Regions from separate parts of the Mus musculus genome. Here regions 1, 2 and 4 are each linked to region 3. The links are chromatin contacts, called in public HiChIP or PLAC-seq maps. All regions are on one chromosome and are shown on one strand. The core of a region is the stretch at or near the end of the contact, and the rest is flanking DNA. Distances in the headings are between cores, read along the strand shown.

The links. HiChIP or PLAC-seq counts read pairs in DNA pulled down with a chosen protein or histone mark.
Region 1: a contact with region 3 is called in an H3K27ac HiChIP or PLAC-seq map of embryonic stem cells, with 3 times the contacts expected there. The contact joins the promoter of Matn1 here to the enhancer-like site in region 3. A contact is called at or near these places in 3 of 39 promoter capture datasets (embryonic stem cells, hippocampal neurons and stem cell-derived epiblast-like cells), 1 of 484 Hi-C or Micro-C datasets (cerebellum) and 1 of 115 datasets of contacts at active chromatin or transcription factors (embryonic stem cells).
Region 2: a contact with region 3 is called in an H3K27ac HiChIP or PLAC-seq map of embryonic stem cells, with 3 times the contacts expected there. The contact joins the promoter of Sdc3 here to the enhancer-like site in region 3. A contact is called at or near these places in 1 of 39 promoter capture datasets (liver), 5 of 484 Hi-C or Micro-C datasets (embryonic stem cells and olfactory sensory neurons) and 5 of 115 datasets of contacts at active chromatin or transcription factors (embryonic hindbrain, embryonic stem cells, forebrain and 1 more).
Region 4: a contact with region 3 is called in an H3K4me3 HiChIP or PLAC-seq map of bone marrow-derived macrophages, with 5 times the contacts expected there. The contact joins two enhancer-like sites. A contact is called at or near these places in 2 of 115 datasets of contacts at active chromatin or transcription factors (bone marrow-derived macrophages and embryonic stem cells).

Annotation. Positions count from the first base shown.
Region 1 is chr4:130,942,342-130,947,260 of GRCm38.p6, reverse strand. Matn1 (matrilin 1, cartilage matrix protein) reads right to left here and starts at 2,876. Exons shown (of 8, transcript NM_010769.2): 1 at 2,732-2,876; 2 at 1,086-1,432. The coding sequence starts at 2,837.
Region 2 is chr4:130,790,448-130,795,222 of GRCm38.p6, reverse strand. Sdc3 (syndecan 3) reads right to left here and starts at 2,686. Exons shown (of 5, transcript NM_011520.3): 1 at 2,421-2,686. The coding sequence starts at 2,552.
Region 3 is chr4:130,517,670-130,522,597 of GRCm38.p6, reverse strand. No RefSeq gene overlaps it. Among named protein-coding and RNA genes, the nearest start is that of Nkain1, 54 kb to the left of the region's middle. Within about 2 kb of position 2,222, at least 295 of the 459 cell types and tissues checked have an H3K27ac peak or open chromatin away from gene starts, as enhancers often do. A contact at or near this core is called in bone marrow-derived macrophages, cerebellum, embryonic stem cells and 2 more, where this site is marked.
Region 4 is chr4:130,876,302-130,881,754 of GRCm38.p6, reverse strand. No RefSeq gene overlaps it. Among named protein-coding and RNA genes, the nearest start is that of Gm35294, 8.0 kb to the right of the region's middle. Within about 2 kb of position 3,029, at least 59 of the 459 cell types and tissues checked have an H3K27ac peak or open chromatin away from gene starts, as enhancers often do. A contact at or near this core is called in bone marrow-derived macrophages, where this site is marked.

The DNA.
Region 1 (4,919 bases), core at 1,627-4,126, 420 kb before region 3:
CTCACCAGCAGGAGCCCCAAGGGGTCTGCTGTTATTTTAGAACACAGCACATCGTCCCCTGAGAAGCACATTCCTCCCTCCAGGGACCTGGGGTGAAACCTAGCTCCGACTCTGAGCTGTCACACTCAACACAGCCCGCTGCGGTCTCTGAGCTATAGCCCCACCTTGAGACTCCAGAAGGTGCCCGCTCCCAGCAGCCTCCCTGTCAACTCCGGTCCTTGCCTGCCGGCTCAGGCCACTAGTCTGATCTAGGGGAAACAGTTTGCTCTAGAGATGTGTGCGTTATCACCATCTCTCTTCATCAGCATCCCCTGGAGCTATTCCATCCTCTAAACAAACAAGGCCATCAGCTCCAACCCCCGGACCTCATGCTAAATCATTTGAGCAGCACCCACAGATCAGATCAGCAGCTATCTATCTGGTCTCACTTCTCTGGTGGCTAGGCAGGGCTGGGTTCCTGTGTCACTGAACATTTCTGCCACGGAGAATTTGGGCAAGTTGTTGACGATTTCTCTACCCTGGTTTCCCCATATGTAACATGGCACTCTCGGCTCTGGCGATAGTCTACAATATGCTAGAAAGTCGGGTGCGGAAGGGCGTAAGGAAGGGGTGATCCCCTGGACCAGGGTCTGGGGCAGGTAAACGGTGACTTCCCAGGCCAACAAGAGCTGAGATGGCCTCAGAGAAAAGACACTGGCTGTTCAGCATGCCCCTGGAGCCCTCCGTGGTGACTCAGGGGACTATCTTGCCTTCCCAAGCACAGGCTGGCAAAGTACACTGGTGCATGCTGGGTGCCAGGCACCCTGCTGAGCTAAGCTGCAAGAGAGGCTATCAGTGCTCCACTTCATAGGTGGGGAAATTGAGGCTCTGTGCTTAAGAATAGCACTTCTCTCGGTGGCCAGTATTAGCATAAGCACCTGGCCCGCCTCTCTCTGCTCGAGGGAAGATCTCAACCCTACCACCGCCACTTCTACAGAGTAATGTTTGCAAATGACTCTCTCGTTCCTAAAACAGCTGCTCTGAACAGAGAGGCCAGGAGGACCCTATGGCTTCATCCCAGGCTCCAACCATCCCGTGCTCCATACCTTGCTGATGTCGGGGGATCTGGCGCGTCCACCCTCAGCATCACTCAAGGCCTTGGTGATGGCGAATTGCAGAGCCAGGCCAGTCATGGTACCCGTGGACAGCGGCTGGATGCGGCGCACAGCTTGCAGCAGCGAGGCCTTGGAGCCATGGGCCCGGAGCGGGAACTCTGGTTTCACAGTGCTGGCGTAGTTGACCAAGCCCACCCTCGTGGCATTGGGCCCCACATCCAGTGACTCAATGACCTGAGACAGGAATACCTTCACCTTCTCAAACTCCACGGGTCTCACACTTCGAGAGCTATCGACAACAAACACCAGGTCCGTGGGTCGTGTCCGGCAGAGGTGCCCTAGGAGGGGGCAGTGCAGGGAGATAGAGAGTAAGGGCAGATATCAGAAGAGTTTTGCCTTGGGCTCCAGACAGCCGAGGGTGGGTCTCAGTGATTTAGGTCTCAGCTCAGTGTATAGTCTCGGGCATTCGGCTCAGCCCGTGGGGAGGAAGGCGGAAGACCCCTCTGGTCTTAGACCACATACTTCTTCTCTGCACCTCTTTGCAGGAACCTCTAAGAACAAACAAAGGCATGTAGAGACTAGCCTGACTTGCTGGCAGAATGTTAGCCAGGGGTACACTGAGGAACTAAGGCTGGCACTTCCTTAAGGGCCATCAGGGTACCTACCCACTGTCTCTTCATCAGCAAATTTGAAGTCACTTCCCTCCCGGGACAGGAAAGAAGCAGAAATTCCTGATGCCACATTGTCACCCTTGTTTTGCCAAGTGGGCCCCAAGACACCCTGACCCTAGAAACAACGTTCCTCCAGATCTCCAGCAAGGCAGCACCAGTGACTGGGAGGCGCCAGCAATGGATGGGACAGGCCTGGGCTCAGACCCTGGCTTGGCTGCTCTGTGGCCCAGGGCAGGGGGTAGCACAGTTTTGAACCTCATTTCCCATTCATACAAAGGGAGACTAAGCTGAGGGTGGATGTCCCTTCCTATAGCAGAGCTGGGCTCTGGGACAGGCTGCCCTGCCCAGCCCATGCCACATAGGAACAAGTCCATTCCCTGTTGGGCACAAAGGATCAGAAAAGGAAAGATGTGCCTCAAAGCCCTGGCATCTGAGTTTCTCGGGAGACCTTAAACGTGTTCTGTATCTACGGTGACAGATGTTTCCTGCCTGCTCAGCCTCCAAATGGAGAAGTGGGATCCAAAGGCAGAGTTGACCATATCCACGACTCTGAACCTGACCCCTTGTGGCTCTGGGGCTATCTCATGGCACAGACTGAGACAGGTCCTCCTTCTCCACCTCAGTTGCTGAGCATCTCGGGGCTGCCAGAGCCCAGCCCTGGAAAGGGCTGTGGAAACTGACCAGACACCTGGTCTCCTGCGCTGCGCTCACAGAGCCCTGGGCCTGGTGCCGCTCCTGACTCCGGCTGGCTCTTGTGGGGGCTTCTGGTCCCTGCAGCATGGTGGCCCTGAGGATCACCTGTCCTGGTGGCCTTCACTAATACCATTATCTCCACTGCCCTCCCTGAGCCGACACCCTCCAAACCCTGATTCCCATTTAGCCTCCATCTGTCTCTGTGCTCAGCCCCCCCAGGCCATTTGTCAAGGGTCACAGATCCAATGTCCCCAGCATCCATGGTCCCCTTACCTCTGGGCTGGGGGACAAGACTGAGGCTATCAGGGACCTGTAGCAGCAGCAGCAGCAGGAGCAGCAGGCTACAGAGAGCAAAGGCTGGACCAGAGGTGACCTTCATGGTTGCAGCAACTCAGACAGACAGCGGCAGCGGCACACTGGAGGGGACCAGAGGGGGAGATTGCCTTATCAACCACTGGGCAGGGGACAGCACCCTTGCCCCAACCCCCAAAGGCGGGGCCAGTCTGAATGGAGGTGTGTGTCTGAAAGGGAGGGTAGAGGCAGCTGACCACAAGGGCCCCTTTGCCTGCAGAAGGAACTCGAGCCACAGCTGGAATTCAGGAAATCTCAGGTGGGTGGGGGCGGCTCCTCTGGCCAGAGCCCGTGCTGACTTGGACCTACAGCTCAGGGATACTTGAGCCCTGCACTGCCCCTCTTCCCACACCCAAGTCCTCCCCACCCGGAATTCCAAGCCCAGGTTTCTCGCTAAATATGCTTCCTAACCACGTGCACACACACACACACACACACACACACACACACACACACACACCTTCTCCAGCTGCACCGATTCTCTCCAAAAACCACGGGGCCTTTGCACGAGCAGAGCCGACCATCCAGTGTTTTCCTTTTACTAGCTCCACCCCAGAACGATTCTCCCAGATCTTGGTAGCAACCAAGTAGTGTGGCTGTGCTTAGTGTGTGAGAGAATGGGGAGCTCGGAGAGGGACTGACTAGGGGCAGATATGAGAGGCAGATCATGTACCTGTGTGACCTTGGGCAGCTTGCTGCGCCTCTCTGTGCCTCATCCCTCTTCTGGGAGGAGAGACGGTGTCAGTGCTGGCTCACAGAGCTAGGGACAGGGCCTGAGGAATTTCCTGAACTATCTTTGTTAATCCTCACAGCGAAGCAAGCGAGTCTTGTGAGATTACATGGGGAGGCAGCAAGAAGACCGGAGAAGGAAGATGAGGCAGGGGATTGCCACTGTTACAAGGAAAGACCCTGTGCACTCCTCAGGCATAGCTGATCTAGTCCACAGTGATATCTTTAGCAACCATAGCATCATCCTTCACACCCCACATACCTGTGAGGCAAGCAGAGAGATGGAGTCTATCAATCAGCCCACTTTCCATATGCCAAAGTGGAAGCCCAGAGAGGTTAGCCTGAAGTCACACAGCCGGTTCAAGGGCAGAGTCAAGGCATTTTCCCTTTTGTAGCTATGTTAGAGACAAACTTCTCTTTGTCTTCTCCCATTTGGGTTCCATCAGTCCCCAGTTCCCAGCCCTCTGCATCTCTGCAGACCCAGAAGAAACCTCCATGCTGCTGACCCCTCCTTTCACTATTCAGAGGTCTCTCTTCTCCAGAGTGGCTGTATGGTCCCAGAAATTGCAGCAAATATCCTTTCTCCCAAATTGTGCTACATAGCTGTTTTTGCCATTCTGGCCTGGAGGTCTCTTCTATCTCGGTCCCCTTCCTGGCCCTGAGGCCCAAGGACAGTGCCAAGCAAATGCAGAAGTTAACAGAAGGTAGTAATGAATGGGGTCCCATCTAGGTCACATGAAGGGCAGCAATGGTGGCAGTGACGATGGCCACGGTGAGAGGTGTATGTTCTGGTGTGTGGCCCTTGGCAGGGCAGACAGGGAGAGCTTGAGCCAGTGCCCGTTCTGTGGCTCAAGGGACAGAGCCCCGTTGCTGGACCCAGCTGTACCCGTGAAACCGCCCTTTCAGCTCCCTTCTGAATGACTGGTCTGTGTCCCCCGGAGCAACACAGGCGCCTTCTCTGTGTCTTTCTCTCCTCGTTAGCAGAGTCCCAAAATATGCCACAGGTAGGCTTTCAGGAACGAAGCGGGCTGCAGAGAGAGAGAGACGTCTTTCACATTCCACCGTGGGGCCGACAGCTGGGGGCACCTGGAAGTTCAGCTTATACATTAAGGACAGAAAAAGAAATACTTGTGTTTTAAAAATGTGAAACGTTTTCCCTGGCCTCAAAATGAGGAACTGTGTGTGCTCCACTTTCACACCTAACAGCCTCCCAGAAAGCCGAGGTGCCTATGTTGGCTCACGGGAGAGAGTGATTGTCTCTACCAAAGTATGTCTGAGGAAGACGAGCCCAGGATGCCCTCTCCAGTGCTCGCATGCAAGCCCAGCACTTTCTTCAAACAGCCAATAGCCTCCAATAGTCTCAGACCAAGAAGCCGGCCCC
Region 2 (4,775 bases), core at 1,437-3,936, 270 kb before region 3:
CTGCCCCCACCTCCTCCACAAAGGAATCTACGTGCACCAAGTGCTATGGCTACACTTTCACTCTTTGCTCCGTCTTAGAGAGAGAGGAAGCCACGGCATGGGACAGTTAAGTCACTTCCACAAAGTCACACAGCCACAAATCAGTTGAATAACCACCCCTGACAGCAATACTGAGTGTCATCTATGGTCACTCCCAGATCTGGACCTTTAAAGGACATTCTCCAAAGGCTATACTTTCTAGTGTCCCCACATTCCATGTCACTCTGGGAGTCACCTAACCAGAAAAGCTGAGGTGGTCTGAGGACCTCAGAGCCCTAGACAGTCAGTCTCTCAGGACCAAAGCCTCGAATCTGTAGGTCAGAACACACCCCCAACTTGACAGCCACAGCCTGGATCAAACCAGCCTTCTCCTCCCTGGAGTTCCCTTCCCCTGATCCCGTGCTCTCCCAGACTAACAAGAAGACCCAGGGTCATCCTGTTTTTCCCCTGCTGAGCCAACCACTGTCAGTCCCTTGCTGTCACCAGAGACCATTCCTGGAACTACTACCTGGGCTTCTGATCTAGCCTCAGCCCTCACTGAGAAGCATCCTTTAACCCTTAGCTTTCCAGGCCAGGTAACAGTGCAGAGAGTCCTTCCTCTACAGTCCCAGCCCCTCCCTGGGAGGACAGCATGCTTGCAGAGAGAATACCTCTTGAGACCCATCCCTACCACAATCTCTCCCCTCGCTCAGCCAGGTCACCATCTGGGCATGCCACTCAGCATCAGTCTCAATCATGCCAGCTCCACTTTGCCCTCACACCTACCTGGTTGAAGCCCTACTATGTGCTGAGTCCTCAAAAATCTCCCTGAATCCTTTCACTACGGGTAGAATGTGTATTATTCCTTCCTAGGGACAGTAGCTCCAGTGAAGCCATTTGTCCTGAGCCCTTTGTACTCAACACCAAAATGCCTTCAAAGGTGCCTCTGTGTCCACTCTGCCTCCCCGGAGGGCACCCTTAGTCCGTCTTTGCAGAGAGGAAAGCTGGGACTCAGAGGAGTGGCCAGGCTGGCTCAAGACCTCACTGTGATTGGGTGGTGGTCTTCACTGGACTTTGAAACCAGATCTTTGATGTCAAGGGTAATTTTCTATAATGCTGCTGAAAAGCAGTTCCCACTGCCAGTGTGGGTAGTGCTGCCTTTTGCTCAGGAACCTCTCCCCTCACCCCATCAGGAAAAAAAGGAAAAAGAAGAAGAAGAAGAAGAAGAAGAAGAAGAAGAAGAAGAAGAAGAAGAAGAAGAAGAAGAAGAAGAAGAAGAAGAAGAAGAAGAAGAAGAAGAAGGAGAAGAAGAAGAAGAAGAAGAAGAAGAAGAAGAAGAAGAAGAAGAAGAAGAAGAAGAAGAAGAGAGAGAGAGAGAAGAAGAAGAAAAGAAAAGAAAAGAAAAGAAAAGAAAAGAAAAGAAAAAAAGGGCAAGGCATGAACCGACCACCAGGTACTATCTTGGGGTCCCCTCCCCAAAGCTAACAGTTGTCAGGGCAGCTCAGAGTCTTGCCTGCCTCCCTACAATCTGGCCACCTTGCTTAGGAGAGAAGGGGCGTGCCGGCCAGCCTGGGCTCTGGTGGTCATCTGAGTGGGTAGGGACAGCCATTGCTCCTGGAGTCAGCCACATGGGGGTAGGACCTAGAACTCCCCAGCTCACTCAGCCCACATTTAGACACCTGTCAACTCAGAACTCACTTGGGAGCTGGGTTCCTCAGAGCAGGGACCCGGCTCATCCACCTGCAGGACCGACCCTCTTCCTCCCGTTCTGCTAGTGAAACCAGAACCAAGTTCAATCCCTTAGCTACTTCGGTTTCTCAAAGGGACAGTCAGGGGTCACCTGGTACCCACCTCTGATGGCACACACACCCATGTCTTCTGGGGTGGGAGCTGAGCCAGGTCCACCATCGCTACACACCTGCACACACATACGTGTGCTTTCACACAGGTCCATGGGTCAAAGCACACACCCCCTCACCCACAGTCACACAGCCTTGGCCATGGTGGAACACAGCGTGCAGAATGGGTCACCCTAGTGTGGAGCGGGATGCGGATGCCATCCAGCCATATGGACAGAGCCTCTCCCGTGCCCACACCCACAGGTGCCCACGCACCCTTCTTAGAAGCAGACACACACACACAGGGTCACCCTCATTCACCCTCGCGGGTCACCTTCATCGACCCACCCCCTCCTCCTCCAATGCCCCCAAGGCCCTGCAGGCAGCTTGGGATGGAGTGGGGGTGGGGAGAAGGCGACCCCAGCGGATACCGGACGCACACGCTTCCCGGCGGGGAGGGGACCCCATGAGACCGGGACACACCCAGCGCGGCACGCGCGACGAGGGGACACGCAAAGACACGCGGGGTACACGCTGGGGACCCTCTTGGGGCCCATCACTCACCCCCGCGGCGCGGCCGGCCAGCAGCAGCAGCAGCAGCGGTGGCAGCAACAGCCCGCGGGCCCCGGGCGCATGGGTGGCGGTGTCCACGCGCTGCCCCTGTGCGGTCCCGCGGCGCGGCGGCCCGGGCTTCATGGCGGCCTTTGTTCGCGGCGCGGGCTGCGCGGGACCTGCGCTCGGCTCCTCGGCCGCCGGCTCCGCCTCGCTCGTTCGTTCGCTCGCTCGCGGCTCCGCGCCCACAGCGGCCGCGCCCGCAGGAAGCGTCGCCGCCGCCGCCGCCACCGCCGCCGCCCCCCGCGCAGGCGGGGCGAGCAGGAGGGCGGGGCCGCGGCGACACCGGCACGCGACACCGCCCCCGGCCTCAGTTTCCCCCCGCGCAGGGGGGGGGGGGCGAGGGGCGTTGACGTCTGCCCCCCTACTGTGGATCCGCGAAGCACGCCGTGTGCGAGCCGCGGGAGAACCTGCTCTTCCAGACAGCACCCCGGGTCTCTCTGCTCCCAGTAGGGTGGTGTCAGAGGACCCCGACTCGGGGTTCCCCCTGGTCCTCCTGAGCTTCTCCTTGGCCTGTTTGTCTGAGAGACACAGGCCCCTAGCCACCCTGAGTTCAGGAAGCAGGGGCTTGGGTCAGCTACAGGCACGCATGGCGAACACCAGCACGCGTCTGCTGCTCACACGCTGGTGAAGTCTCCAGTTTCCCATTCACAGGGGCTCAGTTGCACTAAGGGGTCTCCGGGGAGGCTGGTAAGGGTAGGCGTTGGTTAGTTGGCATGTGAGCTGAGCAGGACACCCTTTGATGTCCCTGCAATCGGCACTATCCATTTGATGGCCATGTGTCCTTGGAAAGAAACCCAGAGCATGAAGCTCCGCACCATATAAGGCAGAGTGTGAGATGGGTTCCCCAGAGGGAGTGAGAGGCTGGGGCATCACAGGTATGCAAGGCTTGCCTAGCTAACCTCGGTAGACATCCTGGGGGGGGGGGGGCGTCCACTCTGTGGCTTACAGATCGCTGAGAACGAGCCAAGCCTGAGTAGTAGCTGCCTGTAACCCCAGTACTCATGACTTAGGAGGCTGAGGCAGAGGGATCTCAAAGCCTGGGCTACATACTGAGTCTCTGTATTTTCAAATATAAGAGGGGAGGGAGAGCTGGTGAGAGATACAGCATACTACTTAAAGATGTAAGTGACTAGTTCCCGGTACCCACACCAGGCTAGACACAACGCCCTGTGACTCCAGCTTCAGAGGATCTAATACCTTTAGCCTCCAAGGACACCTGCATTAATGTGCAGAGGTGTGACACGCATGCCCGCGTGTGCACACATACACACGAATAATAAAAATAAATCCTTTAAAAATGATAAAAATAAATGTTGACACTTTTTTTTTAAGGAAGATGGACTTTCAGGCTGACCTTGAACTTGTGATGTAGCTGAGTATGACCTTGAACATCTATTCCTACTACCTCCATCACATCCAATTTGTGCTGTGCTAAGAACCGAACCCAGAGCTTTGTGCAGAAGGGCATGTGCTCCACCAACTGAGCTACATCCCCAGGCCCTCACAAAGAGTCTTTTAAATCAATCCCATTCGATGCGTTTTGGCATTTGAAGCTAAGATGCCTTGAAGAATACAACATGAAAAGATTGACCTGCCTAGGAATCAGGAACTGGCTTTATCACTAGCATAGCCAGGAGCTGAGGGACTCTAGCTTTGGGTTAAGCAAGTGCTTGGGTTCAAATCCTGGTTCTGACAACCATGGGCTCTGGTACTTGTTTGTACAACTTCACCTCTCTGAGCCTATTCCCCAATGTCTGATGGAAATGAAGACCATATGGGCTTCACTTATTCATTCAACAAACATATTGAATGCCTTGTGTGTACCAGGTCAGGGGACAGGCTGGGAAGCTTTTGTGAGCTCTTCCTTTTCGTGTACTGGGAGTTCAATCAATGTGGTTGGGACTGGTTCTGAGGTGCTCTCAAAGGTTTAGCTGGGCCGGGCGGTGGTGGTGCACGCCTTTAATCCCACCACTTGGGAGGCAGAGGCAGGCAGATTTCTGAGTTCAAGGCCAGTCTGGTGTACAAAGTGAATTTCAGGACAGCTAGGGATATACCGAGAAACCCGTCTTGAAAAAAAAAAAAAAAAACAAACAAACAAACAAACAAACAAAAAGGTTTAGCTGGAATCAAGAAGGAGACCCAAGGAGTGGCATGTCAACTTGGTGCAAAGAAAACCTTGGGGCAGCTGGATCTGACTGATGGGCAAAGTACTGAGCTGCCCATGCTGGGAGGCAAGCAAGGCTGACAGTGTTGCTCAAAGGAGCCTACCAGGTTGCCAGGGAGCATGGCCCAGCCTTGCCTTCC
Region 3 (4,928 bases), core at 973-3,472:
GTGCAGATATGCATGTAAGCAGAGCATTCATGCATAAGAGAGTAAATACATCTTTTTTAACCAAAAAAAAATGTGCATATATACTGAAAACTGGGAGTGGGCGCCATGGTACATTCCTTTAATCCCAGCACTCGGAAGGCAGAGATAAGGGGATCTCTGTGAGTTCAAGGGCAGCCTGGTCTACACAGTGAGTTCCAGGACAGCCAGGGCTAAACAGTGGAATCCTGTCCTGATAAAACAATAACAAAAAAACAACCAATCAAACAAAAGAAGATAAAAAGTAAAGAACGGTTTGGTTGGGGATCTTAGGCCCTGGATAAATCCTGGTTGGACTGTACAAAGCTGTGCTGATATGGCCATGTCACCACATGAACTCCTCAGAGACATAGCTGTGAGACAGAGAGAAGGAACATTAGTCCCCAAAGCCAGAACCAACAAGCTTTGCAATTGTTCCATTGCAAACTGTCTCTGTGGCCTGGGCCTGTGTTTCTGATTCCCTGCTGGTCCTGCCTTAAGTGCTGGCTGCATTTCATACTCAGTTGAGACCCAGCAGCGTTTCCTACCTGCCCAGGTACTGTTGACTTGGGATCTTCATCCTATGTAATACCCTACATACATCTTTGTCTGTCTTCATGTGCTATTCACGGAGAGCAGGCCCACAGTGGCCCTGGGACCTAGCTGTGAAAAGAACTGCTGCCAGAAGTCAAGAGTCAGGTAGTGGGGAGCACTCGGGAGGCAAGAGGCAGAGACAGGCAGATCTCTGTGAGTACGAGGCCAGCCTCAACTACAGAGCAATTTTCAGGACAGCCGGGGCTGCTACGGAGAAAAGGGGGAAAAAGTTACCACGTACTCTCAGAGTGCCAAGCTAATGTCCTTCGGTCTTCCGCAGTGACCCTGTAGGGTGGTTTGAATAGGAATGACCTTCACAGACTGCAGAATATTGATGTGTTTGAGTACTCAGCCATAGGGAGTGGCACCCTTAGGAGGTATGGCCTTGTTAGAGGATGCATGTGTCACTGTGGAGATGGTCATATAGGCTCAGTGTATGCCAGTGGGGCACAGTCTCCTGCTGCTTGGCTCCTCCAGCAGCATGTCTGCCTGCACACTGCCATGCTTCTCACCATGACAATAATGGACTAAACCTCTAAGCTGTAAGCCAGCCACAAGTAAAGGTTTCCTTTTATGAGAGATGCCATTCCGTGGTCATGGTAAATCTTCCCAGCAATGAAACCTTAACCAAGACACTTTGTGAAGCAACTGCTATGTATATTTCCCCTCGTAGAGAAAGGAAAAGAAACCCAGGCATAATGATGTGGGTGGTAAAGTTCTTGGGAGGATAAATCCTGTTATATTTTCATATGTACACAGTTTCGGGGCTGGAGAGATAGCTCCCGGGTTGAGAGCACACTGGCTGCTCTTGCAGAGGATCCGATTTTGGTACCCAGAACCACATCAGGCAAATCACTGTTAGAGCTGCCTGTAACTCCAGCTCCAGAAGACCCAATGATTCTGACCTCTGTGGACACTTCAACTCACTTACATAGCCCACAAATAGAGACATACTTAAAAATTAAAAATAATAAAATAGATTTTAAAGGATATAGTTCTACATGAGACCTTGAATACTCTAGGACTCATTTGCCTGGCTTTCTTTTCCTTTCTATAGGAGGGGAAGTATACATAGCAGTTGCTTCACAAAGTGTCCTGTTAAATGTTTCATTGCTGTGAAGATTCACCATGACCGCGGCAACTCTTAAAAAAGAAAACACACTACATGGCACCCAGGACCCTAGTGCGGCCTGCAGGGCAGCAGGGCTGCTGCGGAGCTTGCTACCAGACTCCTCCAGGCCATCTGCTTGCTCGGTCTTCCCTCCCGCCCTTCCCCCACTTAGAGGACCTTGCCGCTCCCAGCCTTGGTTTTGCCCATCCCGCCAATTTTCTTCCCTCCAAGTCCATGCCTCCTTAGGGCAGAGGTCTAAAACTCCCGCCCATCTCTGCCTTCTGAGACAGAACACCACCTTCCAAAAACCTCTCTCAACCTCTCTTGGGGCCCCACCCTAGCTCCTCTTCTAGAAAAGAAGCAAACCTGCCTCATCTACCTCGGTTCCGCCCCTAGATAGGCCCCGCCCATCCGTTGCTCATCGCCACGCCCCTAGACGGGCCCCTGCCCCCACTATCCAATGCACTCGCTAGCTCGCTAGGCTCCGCCTTTTGGACCCGCCCACGACCGGCTCCTCCTAGACCCGCCCCCTGTGCTTCTCCAGCTCCTCCTGGCTCAGCCCCACCTAGACCCCACCCCGCTTCTTCTTTGTTCCCACTGGGAGCGGCTCCTTTTCGGGGAAATGAGGATTTCTTTCAGCTTGGCGGGTCTGAAGTCCAGTTCTCGCTGGTTCCGGGACGCCCGGGCATGCTCGGTGTAAGAGGTGTGTGAGGGCGCTGGGCCAGGCCTTCCTTTGTTCCCGACAACATTCACTAGAATGCCCAGCCCTCCTACCTGTGGAGTCCGGATTATGCAGCAAGGAAACTGATCGCCTTGTGACCCCTGGCCTGGGCCACCTGCTTCTTGCTGCAGGTGGGAGCAGAGAATTCTGTCCCGGTACGGATCGGAAGGGTACCCAGTGTGCTGGCTGCCGGCTCCTGCCTTCACATGATCTCCATAGAAAAAGCGAACTCCCGCCCCACGCCCCCACCATGTCCCTCAGTCCACCTCTTTCTTCTCTCACTGCCCAATTTATGTCCGGTCCTTGTCTCACCTCCTGTCTTTGATTTCTCAGACACAGCCACACCCTTACCTTCAGGTTTGCTTCTGAAATAATCCCTTAAGGGATTTTTCCAATTACTGTTTTAACAATCGAGCCATAATTGGATGGGAAAAAAAGGCTCTGCGATTAAAAGCACTTGCTGCTCTGGCGAAGAAGCCTAGTTCGGTTCCCAGTACTCATGTTACAGGCTCAGAACACGATTCCGTGAGTTTTCCCCTCCCGGGGAACTTTGTAACTTAGTTTCTCATTTTTATTTCTAATGTCTGAGGTGTTGGGGTTCATACCTTATGGATTTATGGATTGGGGTAAGGACTCCCATCACTGAGGTACATCCTAGCCCCGTTTTTCTTCACTTTGTGCATTCTCTATCAGGGGTGGGGAGGAAGCCAGAAGCGGTGTCAGGTTCCCTAAAATAAGTTACAGACACTTGTGAACTACTATGTGGATGCTGAAAATCAAACCCTGGTCTTCTGCAAGAGCAGTAAGTGTTCCTTTTTTTTTTTTTAATTTATTTTATGCATGTGAGTACACTGTAGCTGTCTTCAGACACACCAGAAGAGGGCATCAGATCCCATTACAGATGTTTGTGAGCCACCATGTGGTTGCTGGGAATTGAACTCAGGACCTCTGGAAGATCAGTCAGTGCTCTTACTAGGCTGAGCCATCTCTCCAGCCCCTATTCCTGTTTTTAAAGTTTAATTAATGCATTGTCCATGCCTGTTTGTGGGGTGCAGTGATATCTCAGTGTACATGTATAAAATATATCATGAGTTTTATAAATTTTTACAAGTGAAACTTCCTATAATTCGTGCCCTTATAAAAATACAGGAAGCCGGGCGTGGTGGTGCACGCCTTTAATCCCAGCACTGGGTAGGCAGAGGCAGGCGGATTTCTGAGTTTGAGGCCAGCCTGGTCTACAAAGTGAGTTCCAGGACAGCCAGGGCTATACAGAGAAACCCTGTCTCGAAAAAAAAAAAAAAAAAAAAAAAAACAGGAAAAATGTCCCCCAAATTAGAGTAAATAAATAAATTACTGGGGGCTGGAGAGATGTTCAGTGGATAAGAGCACTGGCTGCTCTTCCAGAGGACTGCAGTTTGATTCTCAGCTGCCCACATGGTGGTTCATGCCACTGTCTTTAGTTCTAGTTCCAGGGGATCTGATATACTCTTCTGGCCTTCTGGGCACTCTGCGTATGTTGTACACACACATAAACACCCATCCACATAAATAAAATGGAGCTTTGGGGTCCCTTTCCAGTGACTGTGCACCTCCATCCCCAGCTACTCCTCCAATAACTGTCACCATAGGGAAGGTGATTTTTATTTTATTTTATTTTATTTTATTTTTACATGTTTTGAGACAGAGTTTCTTTTTTTTTTTTCCATTTTTTATTAGGTATTTAGCTCATTTACATTGAGACAGAGTTTCTAACCCTCACTGTCCTGGAACTCACCATGCATGTAGTTCAAAGTGGTCTTAAACTCATAGAGCCTACCTCCAGAATGCTGGGATTAAAAGTGTGTATCATGCCGGGCATGGTGGTGCACGCCTTTAATCCCAGCACTCGGAAGGCAGGCAGATTTCTGAGTTCGAGGCCAGCCTGATCTACAAAGTGAGTTCCAGGACAGCCAGAACTATACAGAGAAACCCTGTCTCAGAAAAAAACAAAACAAAACAAAAAAAAGTGTGTATCACCAGAAAAAAAAAAAATCTGGGCAGTGATGGCACACACCTTTAATCCCAGCACTTGGGAGGCAGAGGCAGGCAGATTTCTGAGTTCGAGGCCAGCCTGGTCTACAGAGTGAGTTCCAGGACAGCCAGAACTACACAGAAAAACCCTGTCTCAAATAAATAAATAGATAGATAGATAGATAGATAGATAGATAGATAGATAGATAGATAGATAGATAGATAAATAAATGGAAAAGAAAAGAAAGAAAAAGGGAAAGAAAAGGGTGTGTTATCATACCCAGCAAGGTTGGTTTTTATTTTGTTTTTGTTTGTTTGTTGGGTTTGGTTCTCTTTTGTTTTTTGTTTTGTTTTGTTTTGTTTTCTTGGTTTTTCAAGACAGGGTTTCTCTGTGTAGCCCTGGCTGTCCTGGAACTCAATGTATATGTAGACCAGGCTGGCCTCCTGAGTGCTGAGTGCTGATATTAGATATGTTCA
Region 4 (5,453 bases), core at 1,780-4,279, 360 kb before region 3:
ACAGTAGGAGGGCTTGGGGGAGAGGAGCGGACTGAGGTCAAATTACTTCACACACAGAGCAATCACTCAGCAATGAGAGTTATTTCTAAGAAGCGTTTTGGACAGGAAGGGGTCTGTAGCAACTGAGCATGCCATGGACTGCAAAGCTACTGCCCACGAGCCCAGACGCAGGCCACAAATGGCCTCTGTTTGCCCACACTGACTTCTTTGTTTCTTTTTTCTTTTTAAATTGTTGCCAACACTTTAAAAATCAGATTTCACATCAAAATCCAAATTATCTGCTTCTCTTTGAAAAGTTCAAAGATTTGGCAGGACCAGGCTACCTTCTGGCCTGGCAACTTCCAGCCAGAGCTGAGTAGCCAAGGCCCTGAAGACTCGGTATCCACAGCTCATGGTTCCTTCCAGACTCATCTGGTCCTCCTACCAGCCCTCCCTGCACCTGGACCTCATTCTGGCTGGCTGGCTGGCTGGCTAATTGGTTGGTTGGTTGGTTGGTTGGTTGGCTGGCTGGCTGGCTGGCTGGCTGGCTGGTTGGGTGGGTGGCTGGTTAGTTGGTTGGTTGGTTGGTTGGTTGGTTGGTTGGCTGGCTGGCTGGTTGCTTGGGTGGCTGGCTGGCTGGCTGGCTGGCTGGCTGGTTGGTTGGCTGGCTAACTGGTTGGTTGACTGTCTGGTTGGTTGATTGGATGGATAGATGGATGGATGGATGGATGGATGGATGGATGGATGGATGGATGGATGGATGATTGGTTGGTTGGTTGGCTGTTTGGCTGTTTGGTTTGGCTGATTTTGAGCCACAGTCTCTTGCAGCCTAGGCTGGCCTTAAACTTACTATTAACCAAAGACAATCTTGAACTTTAGATCCTCCTGCCTTGGCCCACATACTACTGGGATTGCAAGCTTGTGCCACCATGTCTGGTCCATGTGGTGGTGTTTTATCTCCCTGGGGCCTGCACTTGGACCTCCTTGAAAAATGAGGAAAAAAATTGAGTTTCTCAGGGGTCATGGATCTTCAGGGCCACAGTGAGCCAGGACAGAGCTGGGACCTAGGGCTCTCAGTTCATCATCCTGAGCAATGCCCAGGAGGCTGGCCAGAACCCAAGTCTCTTGACCCTACAACCCTGGCTGGAAAGATGAGGGTAATACTGGACATTTGTCTTATTTCTCAGTGTTTCCATCTGTCAAGTGGGACAATAATCCCACCCCTATCCCCAACCCCTACCCCACCTGTACCCATGCCTTGATGGTAGTAATGGTAAAATTAGTTTAAAGAAGTGAGGATCTGAACACATGTCCTGCCCTTCTGTTACCACTTGGGGATGCCAGATGCTACCTCCCACATGCCAACGGATGTGCAGGACCTCACTTAGCCCTCCAAGTCAGCTGGGTATCAATCTATTTAGCCCCCAAACCCCAGCCCTCATCCCCCAGCCCCCACCTCCAGCCCCCACCCCCCAGGGCAGGTGCATCAAACAGAGACTCAAAAATGGGGAGCCATGAGTGATATAGCTGGGATTTGGGATTCCAACCCAAGTTCAAGTTAGAATGGTCTAACCTCAAACTGTCCCATAGCAGAAGCCTCTGCCAAGCCTACACATAGCTATTGACAGCCTATTGTGTGCACTACAACTACTGTTGTAGTCCCAGAGGCACAGTAGGGAATACAAGAGATGAAGTCTCCACTCCAGAGCTTAGTCTGAGAGAGAGGTAGGATTCTAAAAGGAGCAGGCCCAGGAAGAGGGCTACATCGGCGAGTTAGCCAGGACCTGGAGGCATTAGTGGAAGTAACCAGGGGAGGAGCCCCTGGAAGATGACATCACACAGCAGGTTCCCACCTATCAGCACCTGGATGAGATATTCCAAGCAGAGAAGGCACGATCACAGGAAGGAGCCTCCACCACAGGGAGAAGTCTGGTGACTTTTGAACATGGAAGGCCACCTAAGGCCAGCATGGCCAGAGCGAGAAGAGGATACAAGAAGAGCAAAGCCCCCATGTCAATTTCCAGTGCTGATAAACCCCTTTCTGGGAGAGTCAAGCCAACCGGGTCCCTGTCTCTAGCAATCCTGGCTTCTAGCTTGCAGGCATGAACATGCAGAGCACGTGGAGCTGGGTGCCTATGCACACATGTGCACATGCACATGCCTGTGCACTGTAGCTCAGCCAGGAAGAAAGACAGAGGGAAAGAGGAGGTCAGACTGACAAGAGCCACAAGTGCCCAGCATCACACAGCTGTGGCCTACCAGGGTCCTCGGGACACTGAGGGGTGCCACCCCCCTTAGCTAAAGGCTCAGGTAACCTGCCCCTCACCAAACAGCTTTTCCACTGTCCTGCTCCAGCCTTAGGGAACTCTGTCTGAGTCCACCCACCTCTCCTTCCAACCATTGACCTGCGTTTTGTGGCCCCACTCCACCTCTACCACAACCTGATGCTGGGGAAGGCAGAACAAGTTCACAGTGGCAATCTGGGGATGTGGGGGCAGGGTCACTGCTTTAAAGGAACAACAAAGTGTTAGCTAAGTGATGTCACCAGCCCAGGGCAGCTGCTGATGGATGTCAAGACACAGACACACACACACATGGACACATGCACTATACACATACATACACACACACACACAGAGAGAGACTAGTGAATATATTTTTGAGTTCTTTTTCATGGCTATCATGTTACCCCCTGGGGCTGATCTGGGACAAAACAGGAAATCCCAGAACCAAGCCTGCCAGATGAGGCAAGGGGCTGGGAATTTGAAACCCCCTCTGCTCTCTACAGCCTCCTATCCGACCCTGCCTCCTGCAAGCTGGGGCTAGCTGCCAGGATTCTCCCAGAGGAGAGGTTCCCCCTCCCCAGGCACTGCCAGGGCTCAGTCACGGAGTCACAGCTGCAAATTCCTGCCCTGTACAAGTCCCCAGACCCACACAGAGCTTCCTAGAGCCATTGTTAAATCCACCTTTCCGGATATGTCATTTCCCTTGCCGTCTTTGAATACAAACGTGAGGTTAGCCTGATGTCCAGCAGGGGGCGGGCATGTTTCATTTGCCAGAGAGCCAGCAGTGGGTTCAGGAGGCGGCTGGAAACAACCCTTCCTCCAGCAGCCTCCCATTAAGACACAGCTCCCCGCCCCCCCGCCCCTCGCGCCACGCACAGAGCAGGCTTCTACACCTTCGCATACACTGGAGCCCTGTCAGGCTGCAAACGGAGCGAACCGGCTCACTTCTGGTCGGGCCTCTCCTGCACATTCTTCACTAGCTGCCTTACCCAGAACTCCATGCCTTTTCGATGCCAGCCTGCTCCTCTACGGGGAGAAATGCCTGGGTGGATGAGTGACTGATGGGTAGAGAAACCCAGCTACCAGCCACCCACACCGTTCAGAAACAAATAATTCAATGCAGACATCCCGGGAGAAGACAATTTTTTTTTTTTAATGGCCAGGCAAGCATTCTAACACTGAGTTATAGCCTCAGGCCTCCCTTTTTTACATTGTTTTATTTTGAGACAGGGTCTTACTTAAAGCTCAGGCAAGCTTTGAACTTAGGATCATCCCAGCTTGGCCACCCTAGTAGTTGGAAAAATAGGCTTAGCCAGCAAGCTCAGTGCAATTTGAAAAATATACAGCACTCGTTGAGTCTAAGGACCGGCCACCTCATGATCTGACTTGACTCTTTTAGGTCTGTTGGGCTTGGTGGTATTACCCAAAGTACAGAAGGGGAAACTAGGATTTTAAGGGGGCCCAAGGTTGCAGGCTATGTATGGGTAGGTGCAGCAGGGTTCCAAATCCAGTCGCCTTCCCCCTTCATTTAGCTATGCACCAGGCCCCACCTATGAGTCTCTGGGTGACCCCAAGAAGTGGAGAAATGTGGCAAAGTCCTGGTGCTTGGCTGGAAGTGTTCTGGCCTAATTCTTAACCTAACCCAAGTCCCATAAGTGAATGCTGGTAAGGCACTCGTGTGTGTGTGTGTGTGTGTGTGTGTGTGTGTGTGTGTGTAACAGAGAGAGAGACAGACAGACAGAGAGACAGAGAGACAGAGAGAGAGAGACCTCCCACAGACCTGCTAAGAAGCCCCCTGTTCCCACTTGCAGGAGGTCCTAAGAAATTAAACTGTTGCCCAGTGCCACTCAGCCATCAGGCCGCAAAGCAGAATTCAAACCCAGAAGCACACATTTGCAAAGGCTGAGATTCCAGCCATGTGTACATTACTATTCATAACACTAGCAAGATTACAGTCATGGAGGAGCAATGAAATAATTTTATGGTTGGGGGTCCACAACAGGAAGAACTGTTTTAAAGGGCAGCAGCATTGGGAAGGGTAAGGACCACCAATTTAGTATGTTCTGAAGAGGCTCTCTGGGCTGAACCTCAGCTAGGTTCACCCGCAAAAGCTGCTGACCTGACAGGCTCCCAACAGAGTCAAGGCCACAGCCCCAGGCACCAGAAGGCAGCTTTGCTGAATAAAAGGGATTCCTCCTCTCCCCAGAAATAACTTATCCTCAGATCTTTGTCTTAATACAAGCCGTGACTAACAGAAACCCTCTCCTTGCCACCACCTTTCTCTGGGCTTCATAGAGTCAAACCTCAGTCTTAACATCTGTAAAGTGGGATAATAGTGCTGGGGTCACAGATCAACTATAGGTTTCTCTCCTGTCAATCTCCTAAGGCTGTGATTTAGCCAAGGGAGATCTCTCATGTATTCGTTTATTCTCCTGCTCATCCATCCATTTAGGAGACTTCCAGACTGCTAGCCTGCTGGACCAAGCCTGTCTGCACTCCTGTTCATCACGTAAATGGGATCAGGGATTGTATGGAAAGTGGAGATCAAGCAGGTAAAGCCGGTGGCAGCACCCAGCACAGAACAGAGCCCATCTGGGTATCATTATAGGTTCTCAAGGAAGATGCGAAGAAGAGACAGTTATTTAGGTAACTGTCACCCAAGGAGACTCTTGCTGATTCGGGGAAGGACCATCAACCCATGGGAATCGGGGAAATTCCCAGAAATGGTGCCAAGGGGAGACTAAATGGGAGGAGACATGAGATTAGAGGTGGGAGTCACTCCGGGCAGTGGCAAAGAAGTTCAGAACCTCAGGGGCCTCTGGGCACACTCGATGATGCCCTGGGCTGTGTCTGCGTCAGTTTGAGGACGCACAGATGGGAAGGCAAGTCTTACTATTGTGAAGCCATGGGCAGAAGAGGGACAGAATCCAATCTGCCTGTGAGAAAACACTGTGTGGGCAAAGTTTAGAAAGACGGGGGCTGGGGCAGAGTCTCGAGAAGCTGTGCAGTGGGTGGACCAGAGGTGGAGACTGAAGAGGCTGTGTCTGAGGTGGGAGCCAGGATGAAGGAGGGAGCAGAGAGGAATTAATTGCAAACACTTCTGTCCCCAGGAAGAGGGGCTGAGGCAGGGCAGTGGTGGAGGTGACTGTGACCACCACGGTGAGTCGGTCGGTCAGCTGGGACTAGAGT